3 separate regions of the Mus musculus genome follow, and regions 2 and 3 are each linked to region 1. A link is a contact called in public Hi-C data. All regions are on one chromosome and are shown on one strand. Each heading gives the region's core, a stretch centred on a gene start, on an enhancer-like site or on the middle of the called end of the contact. The rest is flanking DNA. Distances are from core to core; before and after follow the strand shown.

What was found. Hi-C and Micro-C count contacts between places; a contact is called where the count stands out from the background.
Region 2: a contact with region 1 is called in a Hi-C map of uterus, with 2.4 times the contacts expected there. The contact joins the enhancer-like site here to the promoter of Ctso in region 1. A contact is called at or near these places in 6 of 39 promoter capture datasets (the 3T3-L1 cell line, cranial neural crest, embryonic stem cells and 1 more), 4 of 484 Hi-C or Micro-C datasets (LSK cells, hematopoietic stem and progenitor cells, peritoneal macrophages and 1 more) and 1 of 115 datasets of contacts at active chromatin or transcription factors (embryonic stem cells).
Region 3: a Hi-C map of 3T3-L1-derived adipocytes shows a contact between it and region 1, with 4 times the contacts expected there. The contact joins the enhancer-like site here to the promoter of Ctso in region 1. A contact is called at or near these places in 9 of 39 promoter capture datasets (the 3T3-L1 cell line, 3T3-L1-derived adipocytes, the C10 cell line and 4 more), 15 of 484 Hi-C or Micro-C datasets (the 3T3-L1 cell line, 3T3-L1-derived adipocytes, the C2C12 cell line and 12 more) and 1 of 9 other capture datasets (macrophages).

What each region holds. Positions count from the first base shown.
Region 1 is chr3:81,931,231-81,933,940 of GRCm38.p6, reverse strand. It overlaps Ctso (cathepsin O), which reads right to left and starts at 1,340. Exons shown (of 8, transcript NM_177662.3): 1 at 1,166-1,340. The coding sequence starts at 1,276.
Region 2 is chr3:81,582,463-81,585,164 of GRCm38.p6, reverse strand. No RefSeq gene overlaps it. Among named protein-coding and RNA genes, the nearest start is that of Gm52636, 46 kb to the left of the region's middle. Within about 2 kb of position 1,349, at least 6 of the 459 cell types and tissues checked have an H3K27ac peak or open chromatin away from gene starts, as enhancers often do. A contact at or near this core is called in uterus, where this site is marked.
Region 3 is chr3:81,562,756-81,565,455 of GRCm38.p6, reverse strand. No RefSeq gene overlaps it. Among named protein-coding and RNA genes, the nearest start is that of Gm52636, 66 kb to the left of the region's middle. Within about 2 kb of position 1,360, at least 17 of the 459 cell types and tissues checked have an H3K27ac peak or open chromatin away from gene starts, as enhancers often do. A contact at or near this core is called in 3T3-L1-derived adipocytes and bone marrow-derived macrophages, where this site is marked.

The DNA.
Region 1 (2,710 bases), core at 91-2,590:
GTCACTATGACATCCCTATCATGATGATAGACTGTCCCTGAAAGTGTGAGCCAAAGTAGACCCTTTTTCACTTTCTTTAAGTTGCTTTTCTTGGCAACCTTGCTTTATTTCAGTAAGGAGAAAAAAAATTATACATTACATTGTTAGCTTTCAATACTCAAGATTAGAAAAAAAAAAACTAGTTGGCCAATAAACACCTTATCAACAACCTGTGACACTGACTACCTCACCCTATTGGAAATCAAGGACAGGTCTCAGTAACACACAGGCCAAGGACACTGAGAAATAGACTGGTAACAAGAAATGAGCTCAAAAGTAACAAAAAGGAGAACTAAAGCACAGCATTTTGATTTGAGTACAACACAAGGGTAGCTGAAGCCAAAGAAGGCCGGACTGAATGAATACTGGAACTTCTCAGGCCAAAGAGGACAAGGAGAACGGGGCAGAGCTATGGGGTTCTATGGAAATTTCAGAAAACATCAGTAAACACTAGTTAAATGGCCTAAGAGCAGCATTCCTGAATTCAGATAGACACTGAGTCGAACAGGTGAGTCCTCCTCTAATAAAATCGTGATGGCATTTTCTTTTTTCTTTTCTTTTTCTTTTTTTTTTTTTCAGATTTAAAAACCTTTCAGAGAGCATTAAGTATAGCAACTGAGGCCAACTGTGAATCTGCATTTCGGTCAGTTCCCCTGGTTACTGGGAAAATCTATCCGTGGTCAGCTAACTTGTCCATTTCAGAATTTTAAGGTTGGAGAGCAATTGAAGGATTATTATGAAAACTTTAAAAAAAGAAATCCGAATTTAAGGCAGTGAAATGTCTCCTGTTCTACATCAGTCTCCACCAAGTCAGAGAGAACTTGATGGTGGTAGACAGTTCCAGGACTGAGAAATCATTAACTTCCAGTTATAGGAGGAGAGAGCCAGTGCCCCCTGCAGGCGGCTTTCTATGCGACAGGTTTGGTGTGGGAAAGGCTTTAGGATTCAGGATACTTCTTCCCCTTAGCTTTGCTTTGGACATCTTTTGGTGCTTTGGGATATAGCACAGAAATCCTTGCCCTGGGGAATCAAACTTTTAGGAGGCAGTTCTACTGGGGAAATGCGCGCTTGGAGCTTGGGTCCCTCCCTAGGAGCCCCGGGGCAGTAGAGGGAGGGAGCTTGGTACCCGCAAGGCGGCGGCCTCCCGCTGGTGGCTCCAAGACCAGGTCCCGGCGACCCCGTGGCGGCCGAGACAGCAGCAACACAGTAGCAAGAGGTTCACCAACTGCGGCTTCATCCCGGTGCCCGAGGTCCACTGTGCCCGGCCCGCTTTCTCTTTCGGTTTCTTGGCTCCGCCCACTGCCTGTGTCCTGTGCACGCCCAGAAGCAGAAAGCTGCTGGGGTCCCAGCTGTTTTGTTTGTTTGGTGCTTCTTGGGATTATTATTGAGCTTTTGTGCTGTTATTGGGCATCTGGGATTTCCCTCTTACTTAATAAGAAAGAGAGCAAAACCTGACTTACACAACAGTATGAAGATACAAACTATTGTGTTTCCTGCTGTCTGAGATTCAGCCCTTCATTTTACTTCCTGCTGTTTAAATTGAATATGTGTTCACTGAGTGTGTGTAAATTGAACTCAGCAGGTTGTATGGGGACGTATAGTGTATGCGAATTTACACACTTCTCTCTATGGATGCGTATAAATACTTGACAAAATTGTTGCTGCACAGAACTGCACAATATCTTGTGGCCATTTCTCCACTTGTAGAAAGCTGCACCCGCTTCCGAAGTTTGTAATGAAATTTAGCTAAGTAATCCTAAACACTTCATTATATGCTGAGCACGTCCTGTGCTTTTCTTTGTTTCACTGTTAAGGTTGCTTTAATTTTTCTTATTATTTTATTATGTTGTTTTCTTCTTGCTTAGCTTACTTCATAATCCATCCACCTCACTTTCTATCCCCAGCTATAATTAACTGACGTAATTTTTAAAAATCTTGTTTCCTTTTACCATGGTGCCGGTATACAGAGTGTAAAAGGAAAAGGGGAACATGTTCAAACCAGTCAATATGTCTGCTCACTCACATCTCAGCTAAAGAGGTTTCCAGTACACTGCCTCAGAGCTCTCCTTTAAGGAGACTGAGTGATTTAAGATCTGAGACCAAATATCACAAATCGCTGGTTACCCTTGGGAGAAGACAGCCAGCTGCTTCTCAGAAGGGCCTATGTACACAAAATGCAAATTATTGTCTTAGAATGAGTCTTTACTCTGTGTTTCTTTTTTACCCCTTCTCTATTGTCCAAAAGCAGATCCTTTGTGGACAAACTGTAACCAGGTTCCCAGAAATCGGAATGTCCTGCATCTTTTGTTTCTTAGCTTCCAACCTGGCGTATATCTGAATAACCATAGTGTTTATTTTCTTGTTCCTTCACTCCCAGGCCTACCTACCCCGACTGCCCTACTTAAAACCCTAACCTTCTCCCCCTCTCCACCCTATTCTTCTAATACTGCCCCCATTGCCTCTGGTGTTCAGTCTGTAGCCTTTTGATCCATAGCACTTTTCTGTAATGCCAGCTTCGTGGGAGCGACAATTTCATTTCTTTAGTCTCTTATGCACCAACAACATATAGTGGGTATTCAATCAGTAAATGTTTGTTGATATAAACTTATTAAATTTAGTCCAAATAAACTTTCTTTTGATCACAGCAGTTATCCTGCATAAATGTTCTAAC
Region 2 (2,702 bases), core at 100-2,599, 350 kb after region 1:
TGTAATTCCATTACCTGGTGCCCATGGAGTCCAGAAGATGATTGTCAGAACCCATGGAAATTTGGTCAGGGAGGGTTGTCAATCCCCTATGTCTGTGTTAAGATATGCGCAAAGGTATTCTCTATGACTTGTATGTGTGTTCTTAATCACTGAGCCATTGCTCCAGCGGCATTTCTGTGTTTCTAAGTCTTTAATTTTGATGAAACTTCAACAGGAATTCTCAAATGTCAGGAATAAAATTGATTGCAAAGTTTTCTCATGAGAACGTTTATTGTAATATGTGATAGCTTTATCCCAACTCCACTTCACGTAGAGCACTCCAGAACAGTTTCCTAAGGCCCAAGGCCTATTCTAGGTAAAATTGATCTTCTAAGCTAGCTTTTGGTCAGTGATTCTTAAGCTTCCTAACACTGTGACCCTTTAATACACTTCTGCATTTTATTGCGACCCCCCAAACCATAAAGATTGCTACTTCATAATTGGAATTTTGCAACTGAAATGAATAACAATGTAGATATCTGATGTGCAAACTATATGATATAAGACTGAAGAGTCATTAGACTGCCAAAAGGGTCACTAGCCACAGGTGGAGAACCCCTGTTGTAGGTAGTACAGTGAGCCACCTGTGTAGACTAGAACACACTGAGAATGTACTGAAAATAAACAGAAAAAAATCTACATAAACTATGAGCTTGTTTAAACAGCTTGCCACAGAGAACGTGCTATCATGTCACATTTTATGGGTCACATATGCAGGTTTTTCTTCATATTATTTGGACTTATTTTTCCTCTTAGTTTATAGTGGTCATGTGCTTAATTAATTCTTAGGAAAGTTTGAATAGTTGGAGTTTTTTTCCCCCCATATGAGTAGAGAAGAAACTTTGAAGTCAATCTTTGGCAGTGTGATAGGGAACAGATACATAAACATAGAACCTCTAACTGAGCTCTCTGTACCTTGAAACTTTTATTTATGGTTAAATAAAATACACTTTTCAAAAGGGTACGGTATGTTTCACCCATTGATGAAGCAAGCATCAAGTGGTTTCTCTCCAAATTGAAATGAAACATAAAAGTTCACTGAAAAGCAAACCTCAAGCATTTAGTATCTCAGAAGCTTTTAGTGGCTCATGACTTGATTTATTGACCACGAGAGCAAAGAAATAACGAATTAAATTAAAACAAGGAGTCGGATCTTTGAAGTTAAGTTTGTAAAAGTGGCTCAATCATTTTTATAACAAGGACAAATGATTCTGTTTGTTCCTTTGGGTGAGGCAAGCAGGGTGGTGCTGGGGAGGGAGGGATGAGCAAGGAGCTGCACTCTGCTCTCTTGTTGTCTTTGTTCTTTGAGAACTTGGAATCTACAAGGATTTACAATGTGCATTATCCACGCATGAGCCTCCAGGAGAGAATGAACATGTGCTGGAAGGCTGAGAAAGATGAAGATCTTCTTTCTATTCCAACAGAAAGATATATAACACATGCATAAAAGCACGAAACTATTAGACAGTAAAATCCCAGACTGTGGCTTTCAGAAAGGATTTTGAGAGTGTGATGCTGGACATAAATCAGAAGGTACGAGTCTGTGCTGTAATGGTGGTTCTTTGACATTCTAATTATCCACAGAGCAATTTATCCATGTTAAATGTACTTACTCAATCTGCTTTCTTGAGCCAGAAACCAGCACATTCCAAGCACCTCATGCACAACTACAGGAATTTTGGCAAAAAACATGTGCGTCTCTTTATTTCAGAACAGTATGATGATATACTATGTACCCACCTGGACTTGAAATAGTTTACATACACACTTTGGTGAATAAAACCCTTCATCTACTTTAAGGAAGTGGCTTCTTTTCAATTTCAAGGAATATTATATTTAGCAATAATATATATTTTTAAATTGCTGATAGCATATCTGAAAATTTCTCAATGAAATAATTAGATGCAAGGTAAGTATGCTAATTAGCTTTATTTAGTCACTGTGATGGTTTGTATATGTTTGAGCCAGGGAATGTGGCCTTCTTTGAGTAGGTGTGTCACTGTGGGTGTGGCCTTTAATACCCTAGTCTTAGCTGCCTGAAGTAGGTGTTAACTAAGTAGCTGCTAACACCCTTCAGATGAAGAAGTAGAACTATCAGGTCCTCTTGCACCATGCCTGCCTGTATGCTGACATTTTTCCACCTTGATGATAATGAACTGAACTCTGAACTTGTAAGTCAGAATCAATTAAATGTTGTCCTTTTAAGAGTTGCCTTGGTCATGGTGTCTGTTTACAGCAGTAAAGCCCTAACTAAGAAAGTCACTTTACAATGTACATGTGCATCAAACCATTATACCTTACATTCCATAAACACACACACACACACACACACACACACACACACACACACACACATTTATATAATTATGCATCAATTAAAATTCAATAAGGCAAATGAATGTATTAAAACATACTACTAATAAACATGAATATATCACATAAGCCTACATAATAATTGAGGAACTTAGGCAGATCATATTGCCACATAAGCCAGTACAGAGAAAATTGAAGCCTGTGGATAATCCTCAAAACAGAGAAGAAGGACGGCATTGCAGAGTATTTGCAAAAGAAGCCAGTGAAATTTCAGCTGACTTAGGAGAGTTGACCAAAATGATGCATTTGAAGATACTGTCTTGCTTCTTGAACATTTGCAGTTCTGGCTT
Region 3 (2,700 bases), core at 111-2,610, 370 kb after region 1:
ACTAATTTTTGTATGTTTAACATTTTTTGAGTTGCCAATGCAACTGGATTATTATAGTAAATAATAACTTCCCATTAAAGGGAGAATGTAATGTAAATCAGTAGCCTATGATATGGACAGCCCAGTTCTCAATGGCCAAGTGGTTGCTTGTCTCATCTGGCTTCATTTTAATTTTATTTAAGTGGTCAATTTTTCACAGGAAAGTCTAGTTATATACTGAAACAGCTGTATAGTTATTAAAATGTAGAAATCTTTTAAACTAATAAGCCTAAGAAAACTTAATAAGTTTCAAGCCATCTTTGGGAACTGCAGCTGATGATAGATTTGGGGTTTGAAGGACCTGAAAAGGCTAGAAGAAGTTGGGAATGCTTTTAGTCATGGTAAAGAATGGTTGCCTCTCAAGTGTTCCTACTGAAAATGGCCCATACAAGAGTACAAAGTTGGAGACAGGAACTCTGCTAACAAAATAAGTATGATGTGATAAAGAAACTGAAGATTAAATCCCAAGGTAAATACAGAAGTAGTTTTATACCTCCTGCTATTATAGTGAACTTGGCTGAGTGTGTGTACTCGTTAGTAATCAAAGGATTAGTTTCACAGGAAGATAAAGGGGCAGCTTTAGGTGTTGGTATATTTATTTTATTTCTGACTGATTATAGGTGCATTTCCAAGTCTTTATCTAACTTCTGCTTGGTTAAGGTAACCATATTCCGCTTTTTCTGTCAGGAAAACAAACTGTAGATATGAAGTTCAGATTGTTGCTTAGAAGCCCTTGGCGATTCGGGTTGCCCAGAACGTCTATGAAGTCAGAGAGGTGTGCATAAAAGCTCAGACTAGCGTCAGCCTACCTGCCACACCCATTCAGTAGGCCTAGACCCAACTGAGGACATTTAACTGGTGCCTAGCTATGTTTAATACAAACTCCAGAGACAGCTTCTTTTCATAAATATTTTGTTTTACATAATTATTGCTCAATTCTCATAACTGCTTTTGCCTTGCACTTTTGATTTGAACTTTGCTGAGGCTGGAGACCTGCCCTGAACTCTTGCCCAAAATAGCTTTTGCCAGCTCCTTGATCATTATACCACAGCTTCTGGTCTCCGAAGACTCCTACTGAGCAGAACTGGGTAAATGCAAAGGGTCAGAATTAACACATGCTTCTCAAGCGGGTGTGTGAGAGTTAGAGTGAAATCTAAAGGGAATATATGTGGGGCAGTTAAGAGTGGATACTGACTGAAAACCAGCCTCTCTTGATCACAAAATAACAAGTAAGCTTTCATGGTTTGATCCTGAATGAAAAACAAAAACAAAAACAGAAGTAAAACACTCACAGTGATGCAAGTTGGCTTCTGAGTCAGGAAGGTTTTGGCTTGCACCATTTCCCAAATTGGCACACTTTTTGGAAATGATGTTCAAGGCAACTCACAGAGGAATGGAGAATGCAGTTCCCCCTTCTCTGAAAGAATATACTACCATGCTTCTATCTCCAGGACATGCTCACCCTTCCCCTTCTGGAGGGAGATGTCCTCCATTCTAGTTTGTTACTCATTTTGAGGTAACACAGCACTCTGCAACAATGATTGTCAAAGGATCACATAACACTGGCTGAGTCTGACTCATGAAGTATTCAATTAGCTCTGTGAAATATGAAGGGATCTAAAGGAAGCTGATTAAAATAATCTTCATTTTATGCTTCCAGGTTATTTACTATAAAGATACCCAGTTTTATAGAACCAAGCAAAAGGAATGAGGTTGGTGTTTGGTGCAAATCTTATGTCCTCTTCCAAAGATTTTGGAGCAATGGTTAATAAAATCATGCTGCCCATAAACCAACTTGGTATTAGAAAGTAGAATGCTAGAGATGTTTCGTCTGTAGCCACACTGGAAGAGATGTTGGTGTAGATTTAAGTAGTTAATGAGAGGACAGTCTTCACTTCACAGTGGAAAATTTTGAGACAGCATTATCGCTCAATAATGGTGAGCCTGATTCAGGAGGAGAGCTCTCAGTTCCAAGGACTGAATTTCACAGGAAATCCAGCTAATGTTTAGGGAATTATTGTTGTCATGGAACAATGGATTCTGCCAGCTCCTTATTGCCATCTTTTACACTTCTGGTTTTCTGTTTTTATCCCACTTACTACTTCATGATACTTTCAAATGTTATGTCTTTGTGTTTAGTAATCACTGCTGAAAAGAGAATAGTCTTATAGTAAGTAGCTTGATTATTAGAATTCTGTTTAGATACAAATTTATCATGTACATTTTTACACAATTTTATACTTTGACCACTTCTAAATAAAATCAATTTCTCTTAAGATTCTTGCATTTTTCAAAATAAGCTGCTGAGTTCATCTCTTGCACAATCTTGATTCCTGAATGTGGTTAGTGACTCAGTGCCTTCTCCTAAAAGTTCTCTTTGATGTAACCATTTCTGGGGGGATATTGTAGATGGGTAACTTTCTACAGGAACACATGGTAGGGAGGACAGCAAATGAAAACATGGTCCAAGAAAATTATGTCTGAGAAAAGCACAGCAACATGAACACCAGACTGTGTATTTTTATGAATGTTTTAGGAAAGTTTAGAAAGTATCACACTTCACCATGAGGTGAATGAGAATTGGCCCAAGTGCAATACAACTTAAAAACAGGACACGTGATGCAATGACATATGAACAGTCAAAGAACTAGTACATACCAA